2 separate regions of the Rattus norvegicus genome follow, and region 2 is linked to region 1. Evidence: chromatin contacts called from public Hi-C data. All regions are on one chromosome and are shown on one strand. Each heading gives the region's core, a stretch centred on a gene start, on an enhancer-like site or on the middle of the called end of the contact. The rest is flanking DNA. Distances are from core to core; before and after follow the strand shown. Region 1 overlaps Hk2 (hexokinase 2). Region 2 has its middle 48 kb from the start of Sema4f.

Region 1 (4,471 bases), core at 1,367-3,866:
GGGTACAGAGGCTTGGTGGAGTTAGAGGAGAGTGCCAGTTTATTCTGCGCCTGTGCACGCAGCCCATCAGCAAGCTTCAGCAGGCCCTACAGTGGAGTGGATGGTATCTCTTGCTGCCGTCCCTCCACTCCATATGGTCTAGTTTCCATCGATAAGCTGGAGTTCCTGGTACAGATGTGGTTGCTTTTGCTTTTCTTTCTCACTGCTCTGTGGTTTCCAGGAATTGGAGCCACAAAGAGGAAGCCGTGGTCCTGAAGGAGGGGCCCAGGCTTTAGAGTCAGAAGCCTTGGCGTCAAACCCTAGCTCTCTCTCACCCCTTTGTGACCTTAACCAAATGACTCAACTTTAGAAGGATCACTTCCTGACCCCCAGTCCAGCTCAGGCTGCTGTTGCCTCCAGGTTTTACACTCTTGGCATTGCAAGTGAAGAATTCCCCTTTGAGGGTTTACAACTTTCAAGTGCTTACTTATTATTGTTCAAGAGAAACCCTTTGGCTGGCCCAGGTCAGAGTCTTCGCTGTGATTGAAGGCAGCGACATCACTCCCATCATATGTTAAATGTTTTATTCCATTTATTTGTTTGGCGTGTGTGTGGGTGTGTGTGGGTGTGTGTGGGTGTGTGTCAGAGCAAATTTGGTGATCCAAGGAAAACTTGTGGGAGTGTTTCCTTCTGTCATGTGGATTCCAGGAATCGAACTCAGGTTGTCAGACAGGGTGGCAGTCACCTTTGCCTAGTTAGCTGACTCATCTGTTCTCGTATATATTTCACTTTTTTAAAAAGTGAAAGTTAGGATCCAGTGATAACAGCATGGTTAACAAAAAGTCAGAAGACGTGATCTAAACCCTTAACAGTTGCTAGGCAAACATCTTATTTAATGAGTGAACCATTGATTCAACAGGAGGTGGTAAGTTGCCTCAAATACCAACTGTGGTTACCTAGAGGAGCCTACTCTGAGCCTACTGGGTTCTTTCTTTACCTGTAGTTTTGGACATCCTTTTTTTTTTTTTTTTTTTTTTTCCTTTTTTTTCGGAGCTGGGGACTGAACCCAGGGCCTTGAGCTTGCTAGGCAAACGTTCTACCACTGAGCTAAATCCCCAACCCCTAGACATCTTTTTTTTTTTTTTAAGATTTATTTATTTATTATATATAAGTACACTGTAGCTGTCTTCAGATACACCAGAAGAGGGCATCGGATCTCTTTATAGATGGTTGTGAGCCACCATGTGGTTGCTGGGAATTGAACTCATGACCTCTGGAAGAGCAGTCGGGTGCTCTTCACCGCTGAGCCATCTCTCCAGCCCCCCTAGACATCTTTTTAAAAGTGTATTTTATTGTGTATTATTTTAAAATTCATTTTACTTTTTTTAATTATTATTTTGAGGTAAGGTCTCTCTGTAACTGACTGTCCCCAGAACTCACCATTTAGACCAGGCTGTTTTCAAATTCACCGAGATCTGCCTGCCTTTGCCTTCCGATTGATTTAAGGCATATGCCACTAAGCCCAGCTTAATTTTTATTATTATTCATTTGTATATTTGCCTGCTTGTAGGCATGTGCACCGTGTAAATGCAGTAACCATGGATACTAGAAGAGTCCCTTAGAACTGGAGTTTTAGGTGGTGGGGAGCTGCCCGATGTGGGTGCTGGGAACCCACCTCATTTTCTGGAAGAGTAGTGCTCTTTCTTAACCCCTGAGATGTCTTCAACTCTGCTTGTATGATTTAAGAAACTTCCTTCTCATTGGACTGAAAATCACTATGTAGGGGGCACTGACTCCGGTCTCAGCCCCCTAACCAGTGGGATTATGGGAGGATCACCGCGCTGGGCTAAGAAGCCTGCTCTTGGTGGATTTTCTTACATCAGAACCTTTCTCCTGCCCTGCCCACAGATACTTTTGCCCTTCACATTCACAGTCTGTCACATGCTCTGGTGAATGCTATTCTGGGATTATGGAATGTCTTGGAAGGAGCCCAGTGGAGGTAGGGCTTTGAGCTACGATTTAGAGCAGCTAGCAAGAGTTAGGAGAAGACCTTTTAGACCAAGGAATGATGACAATGAAGGATGACAAGGTCAGTGGCACTTTACTGACAACTGTGTGTTATGCACGTACATACCTGTGCAACCTAGTCTGTATTCCACCAAAACCTCGCAAGTGCCCTGGCAAGTCAGCGCCATAAGCTGTGAGTTCTGCGGTGAGGCCGCATGCCTAGAGAGCCTGTTGAGGTGCCCAGGCCACTGCTGAACCAGAATTCATGAGCCCCGACCACCATGTGTAAAGGCTGTCACCTAAGCCCTGCTCTGTGGGGAGTGGTCATCTGCAATAGAGAGATTGGGCCTAGGAGGATCCCTCCATCGCCTTGTGGGGTCCTAATAGGATTTCTGGAGTCACCGTCTCATCTTCTGAACTCAGAGGGTCAGTCCTTGGGGCCGTGAGTGTGGGTGGAATATATTCTGAAGGACTAGTGAGTGTCCCCCAGTTCCTACCAGCACCCTTACTATTTACAGTCCCCTTCGGTCCACCAGAAAATACAGCCGAATCACATTCCTGATGGAGCCATGCTGGGCCGAGTCCAGCTGGGCTGGTCTTGGATGATAACCAGCCAGAGGCAGTGCTGGCCACCTCCGTCCTCTCATGGTCACTGATTCAGCGGATCGTGTGTGTCCCGGGCCTCAAAGTGCTGATGAGGCAGCTCCCCCTTGATTTTTCTCTTTCATCCCCCTGACAACCACCACATAGCGTTTCCTAGAATCTGGCTGAGGCCCCATGGCCAGTGAAGGTTGGGTACTCGAGTGTCTAGAAAAGTCATCTGAGGGGGTTGGGGATTTAGCTCAGTGGTAGAGCGCTTGCCTAGGAAGCGCAAGGCCCTGGGTTCGGTCCCCAGCTCCGAAAAAAAGAACCAAAAAAAAAAAAAAGAAAAAGAAAAGTCATCTGAGGCCACGGAGAGGGGGTGTCCACAGTGAGTCAAAGCTGGTGTTGCCGTAGCAAGCCTTTAGTGAACAGGCCTTTAGTGAACAGGCCTTTAGTGAACAGGCCTTTAGTGAACAGGCCTGCAGTGAGCAGGCCTTTAGTGAGCAGGCCTGCAGTGAGCAGGCCTGCAGTGAACAGGCCTGTAGTGAGCAGGCCTGCAGTGAACAGGCCTGTAGTGAACAGGCGTCTGGGGTGAGTAGTGGTGATTCCTTCAGAAACCCAGTAGTAGGGAGTGGAAAATTTGTATCAGCGAGAGGAATGCTAAGTCACCCGGTCTGCTTCCAGTGGCTTTTCCTGGAAAGGTATCTACTGTCTCCTTTGCCATTTGAGAGACCGGTCTGAGACTGTGTTTGCCATGAGCCTGGTGCTTACTTGTTCTTGCTATAATTCTGGGTGATTTCAAGAACATTGCTCAGTTCTCTCAGGACAGTCCTGGGCAGTATGATGCTCCTATTTAAAGAGGACAGAGGTCAGAATTCTATGTGTCTGAGGAAAAAGAGGCTCAAGGCTAAAAAGTAGCCAGGCAAGGATTCTCACACACTTAACATACGTGGGTTTCAGATGAACGTTATGTAGACTAGCACTGCACCTGACCAAGTGTATGGGAGTGAGTCCCGAGGACCCTCAGTTGGTTGATACCCATCCCAAGCTTTTGCATTAAGAGATCATGGACACTGGGTTCAGGGAGCTCATAAGAAGTGGCTATCCAGGGTGTGCGTGGGCAAGGTGCTCAGGGGTCCAGAAGTCCTGAGCACAGATGAAATCCTTTAGTTTATTTAGTCAGGACATGTCTTTGACCCTCCCAACCAGACCAGAGTCTCAATGTTGACCATCACACTAACTAGTGAGTCCCTTCTCTACCCAGAAATGAACCCTACCCTCTTAAGGAGAAGGTGAGGAGGCTAGAAGGTGTCTGGGTGAGGCTGCGGTCACTGCTTTCTCTTCAGGCTCCTGAAGCCTGCCATCCTGTCCTTCCTGTGGGCTTCGGGGTTCTTCCGCACGTTCTTTCGTTATTTGCTTACAGTTCCGTGACTCCCTGCAGCCATGGTGCTTCCCAGTCCCATTGGCTAGTTTTCCGGTAGGTTAAAGTCTGCAGGCCAATCTGATTGGTGGAGCTTCTTAAACTAAACTCTAGTTTAAGTTCATTGACAGGCTAAGTAGGACGGCTGAATGATTCAACTGTCTCATTGGTGTGAATTACAAAGTAGTAATAAAAATATCTTATTATTGAGGAGGCCAGGCATAAAGCTGGGTGTGATGGGACATGTCTATAATCCTGGACTCTGGAGGCAAGTCTCGGTTACACACACACACACACACACACACACACACACACACACACACACACACACACAGAGAGAGAGAGAGAGAGAGAGAGAGAGAGAGAGAGAGAGAGAGAAAGAGAGAGAGTCTGTGTGAGAGAGAACCAAATGTATTTAGAAAAAGTGAGCCATCTGGCCACCCTCACCCATGACTGCTGACTGGTACTGAAGTCTTAACTGGT
Region 2 (4,471 bases), core at 798-3,297, 130 kb before region 1:
TCATGGCCTGGTCAGCACTGGGTGGACAGGGTGTCTGTCTCTCAAGTAAAGCCCTGTCTTTGACTCTATTAATAACTGAGCTCCCAGAGTCTCAGTAACAGCTTTTGCTTCCAGACCATTGAATCATGAGACGTGAGGGGAGCATGGGCTGCCCTGGATTGACCCTCCCATGAGATGTTGATGAGAAGGGACACTGTGGCTCTTTGTATCTCTTTGTTAGTAGTATGGTCAAATCCCAATGTGAAGACACCCATGAGCCCTGAAGGTGGTACCCAGATGAAAATGGTTCTTGAGATGAGGAGTTCCTAGTATTCACTTTGTTTAATTGTATCTCTTAGAGTTGAACACAGAACTTCACGCCAGGCAAGCAGAGCATCCGCCCACTAAGCTACGCTCTTAGCCTCCTAGTTCCCACTTTAGTTGGGAGAAAAAGGTCAGGATGTGAGTATCGGGAAACAGGTTCATTCTTTGGGCCTCAGTATCAGATCTCTGGGGATCGAGTACAGAAAATTGACCTTGATGGGTTGGGCAGGAATTGAGGTGCTCAATCAGTGCTTGGGAGCTCCCCTCCGCTCCTTACTTTGCAGCTTAACTTTGATCTTCTTAAGGTTGTGTAGCTTTCAACTTGAAACAGCATCTAGTGTGACTCTCGACTGCCTGTACTACATCGTGGTTTCTTGTTGACAAATGGGCCTGAGTTCTGAGTCTCGGTTTCTTCTGTAAAATGGGATGTGGCATCATTGGAAGGGCTGGGTTAGAGAGCACATGTAGAGCCCAGCACATGGCCTGTGACAGGGGCTCAGCAGACATTGCTGCTGCTGGACTAGTCAGTCCGTCGTAAAAAGAGGTGATGATTCCTAGTGGCTCCAGAAGCTGCTGTGACCTTGCTTCAGAGTCCCTGAGGCCTGCTCTGCCTTCTGCAGTTCTAGTTGCTGTTTCTAAAGCACCAGGATTGTGTGCTATCATCTTTCCTGCATGTGATTAGTGGTTTCTAGGGCCTACCACAGGGCTTAGTGGTTCCTTAGAATCAAAGACAATAGGAAAATGAGTTTAGAATTCTAAACAACCCTTTGTCCTGGTCATTTTTTTTTTTTTTGGTTCTTTTTTTTCGGAGCTGGGGACCGAACCCAGGGCCTTGCGCTTCCTAGGTAAGTGCTCTACCACTGAGCTAAATCCCCAGCCCCCGTCCTGGTCATTCTTAATGGTCAACTTGACACAGCCTAGGGTCATGTGAGAGGAATGCCTTGATTGAGAAATTGTCCTTACCAAGCCGGCCTATAGACCAGGGGGATTGTCTTGAGACCCTCAGTCATCAGGAGTACTTGCTGCTCTTCCAGAGGATCCTGGCTCCCATCTGGCAATGAACAACCATCCATAATTCTCATCCTACATGATCCCATGCATATATATTACAGACAGACAGATAGACATTTTACAAGCATCTGTAATTCTCATCCTAGGGGATCCCATGTATATTATAGACAGACAGACAATAAAATAAAGAAATAGTCGCCCAGTGTCTGTAGGCTTTAACAAAGAAAAAAGCACCGTGAGAGAGCCAGAGAGTAAACATAAGTGTTCTTCCTTGGTTCCTGTTTCGAGGTTCCTGGCTACAGTCCCTACCCTGTCTTTCCTCAATGATAGAGTGTGATGTGCAAGTTGTAAGAATAGACCCTTTCCTTCCCTGAGCCACTTTTGGGCCGAGTATTTTGTCAAACCAACAGAAAGGAAAGGAGGACACCTTTAAACTAGCCGTGAGCATGGAAGGTATCAGATATTCTGGGGCTGCCTGCCCAGGGCTGCCAAAATGACTGGGGCTGTTGAGTATTGAGAAATCAAGCCCAGAGCTAATGGCTCTGGTTCAGAACGGCTTTCTGGGAAGGGACACCTGGGGACATGGCTAGAGGAACGAGGAGACTTTAGGACTGCAGGAACTGAGTGGAAACACTTGGCCTTTGGGGGCAGACACATGCAGGGAACAGCTGTTCTGTGACCAGGCATCTGTGACTGGCCAAGAGAGAGCCGTGGCCTTGCCTTGGCTGACCGCCATCAAAACCACTTGCTGGAAACGTGGTTGTAGTATGCTGTGAAGATAAGTGCATGGGGTGGTCACATGGAAGGCTTTGCTGATCTCTGACATTGGATAGCCTTCCTTGCCTGGTGCCAGGGACTTGGAGACAACACTCTCTGCACTTGAGTCAGGGCATGGATTTCCAGAGAACACACCCAGAGAGGAGGCCCTACCACCTAGGAGGAAAAGAAAGGGAAGAAACCAATGGTTAGTGTAGGAAGGCTGTCGTATTCACCATGGTTTGTGTTTCTCTACATCGAGAGTCTCCCCTGAGATGGCTGTCTGCGGCTCACAGAGGCAAGGACAAAGGTGAAAGTCTCCTTGCTCCATGTCAGACAGACTTGTGGTCAAGTCTCAGCTGTTCTCTTACTAGGTGTGCCACGCTAACTGATCCTAGCTCTCCAAGAGTTCTCATCAAAATGACAGAAATACTAACTAGATCCTTCAGTATCATGGGGATTGGATTCAGAAACCCCTACCAATACCAAAACCCGGAAGGGTTCAAGTCCCTGGAGAGAGATGACTCAGCAGTTAAGAGAACTGGATGCTCTTTCAAAGAACCTGGATTTGGCTCCCAGCATTCACATAGCAGCTGACAACCACCTATGACTTCAATTTCAGGGGATTTGACACCCGTTCTGGCCCTCGAGGACATTACATGTACATGGTACATGACATGTGTGTGGACAAATCACTGTACATAAAATCAACTTTAAAAAACAACAACAACCTTCATCGGATTGACTTGTGGGCATGCATGTGAAGGCATTTATTTGATTGTTAATTAATGTAGGATGATCCAGCCCACTGTGGGCCGTGTCATCCCTAAGCAGGTAGGTCTGGGTTACATGACATAGCTACCGGAGCAAGCCAGAGGAAAAAAAAATGTCAGTATTAGTAAGCAGCAATTCTGTCTCCAGTTTTCTCCCTCCCATTTCCTGCCTGCGGTTTCCTGTCTCCAGATTCCTGCCTCTAGGTTCCTCCCATGTGTTTCTGCCAGGGATTCCCTCAATGATGGACTGTAACTTGTAAGGTAAAATAAACTTCCTTCCCAAGTTGCTTTTGGTCAGTGTTTTATCACTGCAACAGGAAGCAAATTAGTGCAGACGCTCTCCCTGCGGAGCCCAGACTGGCCTCAAACTCCAATGACTCTCTTGCCTTAGGGCCCCAAGTATTTGGGTTATAGGTGTCCACCACCATGCCTGGTCCGGGTAGAAAACAGACAGGGTGACAGATCCCGGGGAAAGGATGTATTGGGTTCTATCTTGAGCTTCCTAGAGCTTACAGTCAGTCAGAGATGAAGTGTGACAAATGTCACAGCAGTGGCGGAACATAGGAAAGAGCTGTGTCAGGTGTTGGGAACAGCCTGGGGGAGACAGGGAAGTGCTGGGCTGCCTCCCAGCTGCCTCCTGCTGCCCTCTCTGGCCTTCCCCCAGGAAGCATCAGCTGATGGGCCACTGGGGAGTTAGGAAGCTGAATTGTTAGGCTTCCAGGTGGAGTTCTTCAGTTTTCTTGAAGTTTTAAGGTCTGGCTAGGAAGTGGAAAAATGTAAAAACTGAAGCCAGGCAAGGCGGTCGATGCCTTTAATCACAGCATGTGGGTGGCAGAGACAGGAGGATGGTTTTGAGTTCAAGGTCAGTCGGGTTGACATAGTGGGTTTCAGGCCAGCTAGAGATACACAATGAGAGCCATCTCAACAACAACAACAACAACAACAACAACAATAACAACAGACAAGCCTGCGCAGGTATCTGGCAAAGGACCGTGTAATAAGATGTGCACTGGAGCTGAGACAATGGCCTAGTGCTGAAGTGATGACCTAAGTTTGAATCCCGTAACCTGCTTAAAAAAACAGGATGTAGTGTTTGACGCTTGCGGTGCCAGTCAGTACTGGGCAGGCAGAGAGATAGGTGGGTCCTCGGAGCCCCTCTGCCTCCCAGTCTACTTGACAAGCTCCAGGAGGATGAGAGACCCTATCTCAAAACTAAAGTGAACAGTGCTCTGAGGAGTGGCACTGAGGTTGACCTTTGGCCTACACACACACACACACACACACACACACACACACACACACACGCGCGCGCACACACACGGATGCTTCTCTTTTTAGAGGTTTTATAAAGGCAGCTGTGTAACAGTAAACAGACCTTCCTCCCTAGCCTTGGAGGAAGGAGCTGTGTGTGTCCTGGTTCCACTTACTGTCCCTATCTAAGTCAGCAAACCACTTTGAGCATGTGTATCTTTGTCCATAAACTAGGGGGAGGGGGAGGGGCAGTAAGAACAACTACTTTCTAAGGTGGCGGTAGGGTCACATATAGTTCACCAGAGACAAACAGTCAAAAGATGAGCAAGCAGATGAATACTGTTTACCCAGGAGTCTCAGAGTCTGGATAAAATCAG

Evidence for each region. Hi-C and Micro-C count contacts between places; a contact is called where the count stands out from the background.
Region 2: a contact with region 1 is called in a Hi-C map of psoas muscle, with 4 times the contacts expected there. The contact joins two enhancer-like sites. A contact is called at or near these places in 6 of 12 Hi-C or Micro-C datasets (frontal cortex, kidney, liver and 2 more).

What each region holds. Positions count from the first base shown.
Region 1 is chr4:116,814,211-116,818,681 of GRCr8, reverse strand. All of the region lies in intron 2 of Hk2 (hexokinase 2), which reads left to right. Among named protein-coding and RNA genes, the nearest start is that of Hk2, 25 kb to the left of the region's middle. Within about 2 kb of position 2,616, at least 16 of the 93 cell types and tissues checked have an H3K27ac peak or open chromatin away from gene starts, as enhancers often do.
Region 2 is chr4:116,945,672-116,950,142 of GRCr8, reverse strand. No RefSeq gene overlaps it. Among named protein-coding and RNA genes, the nearest start is that of Sema4f, 48 kb to the left of the region's middle. Within about 2 kb of position 2,047, at least 9 of the 93 cell types and tissues checked have an H3K27ac peak or open chromatin away from gene starts, as enhancers often do.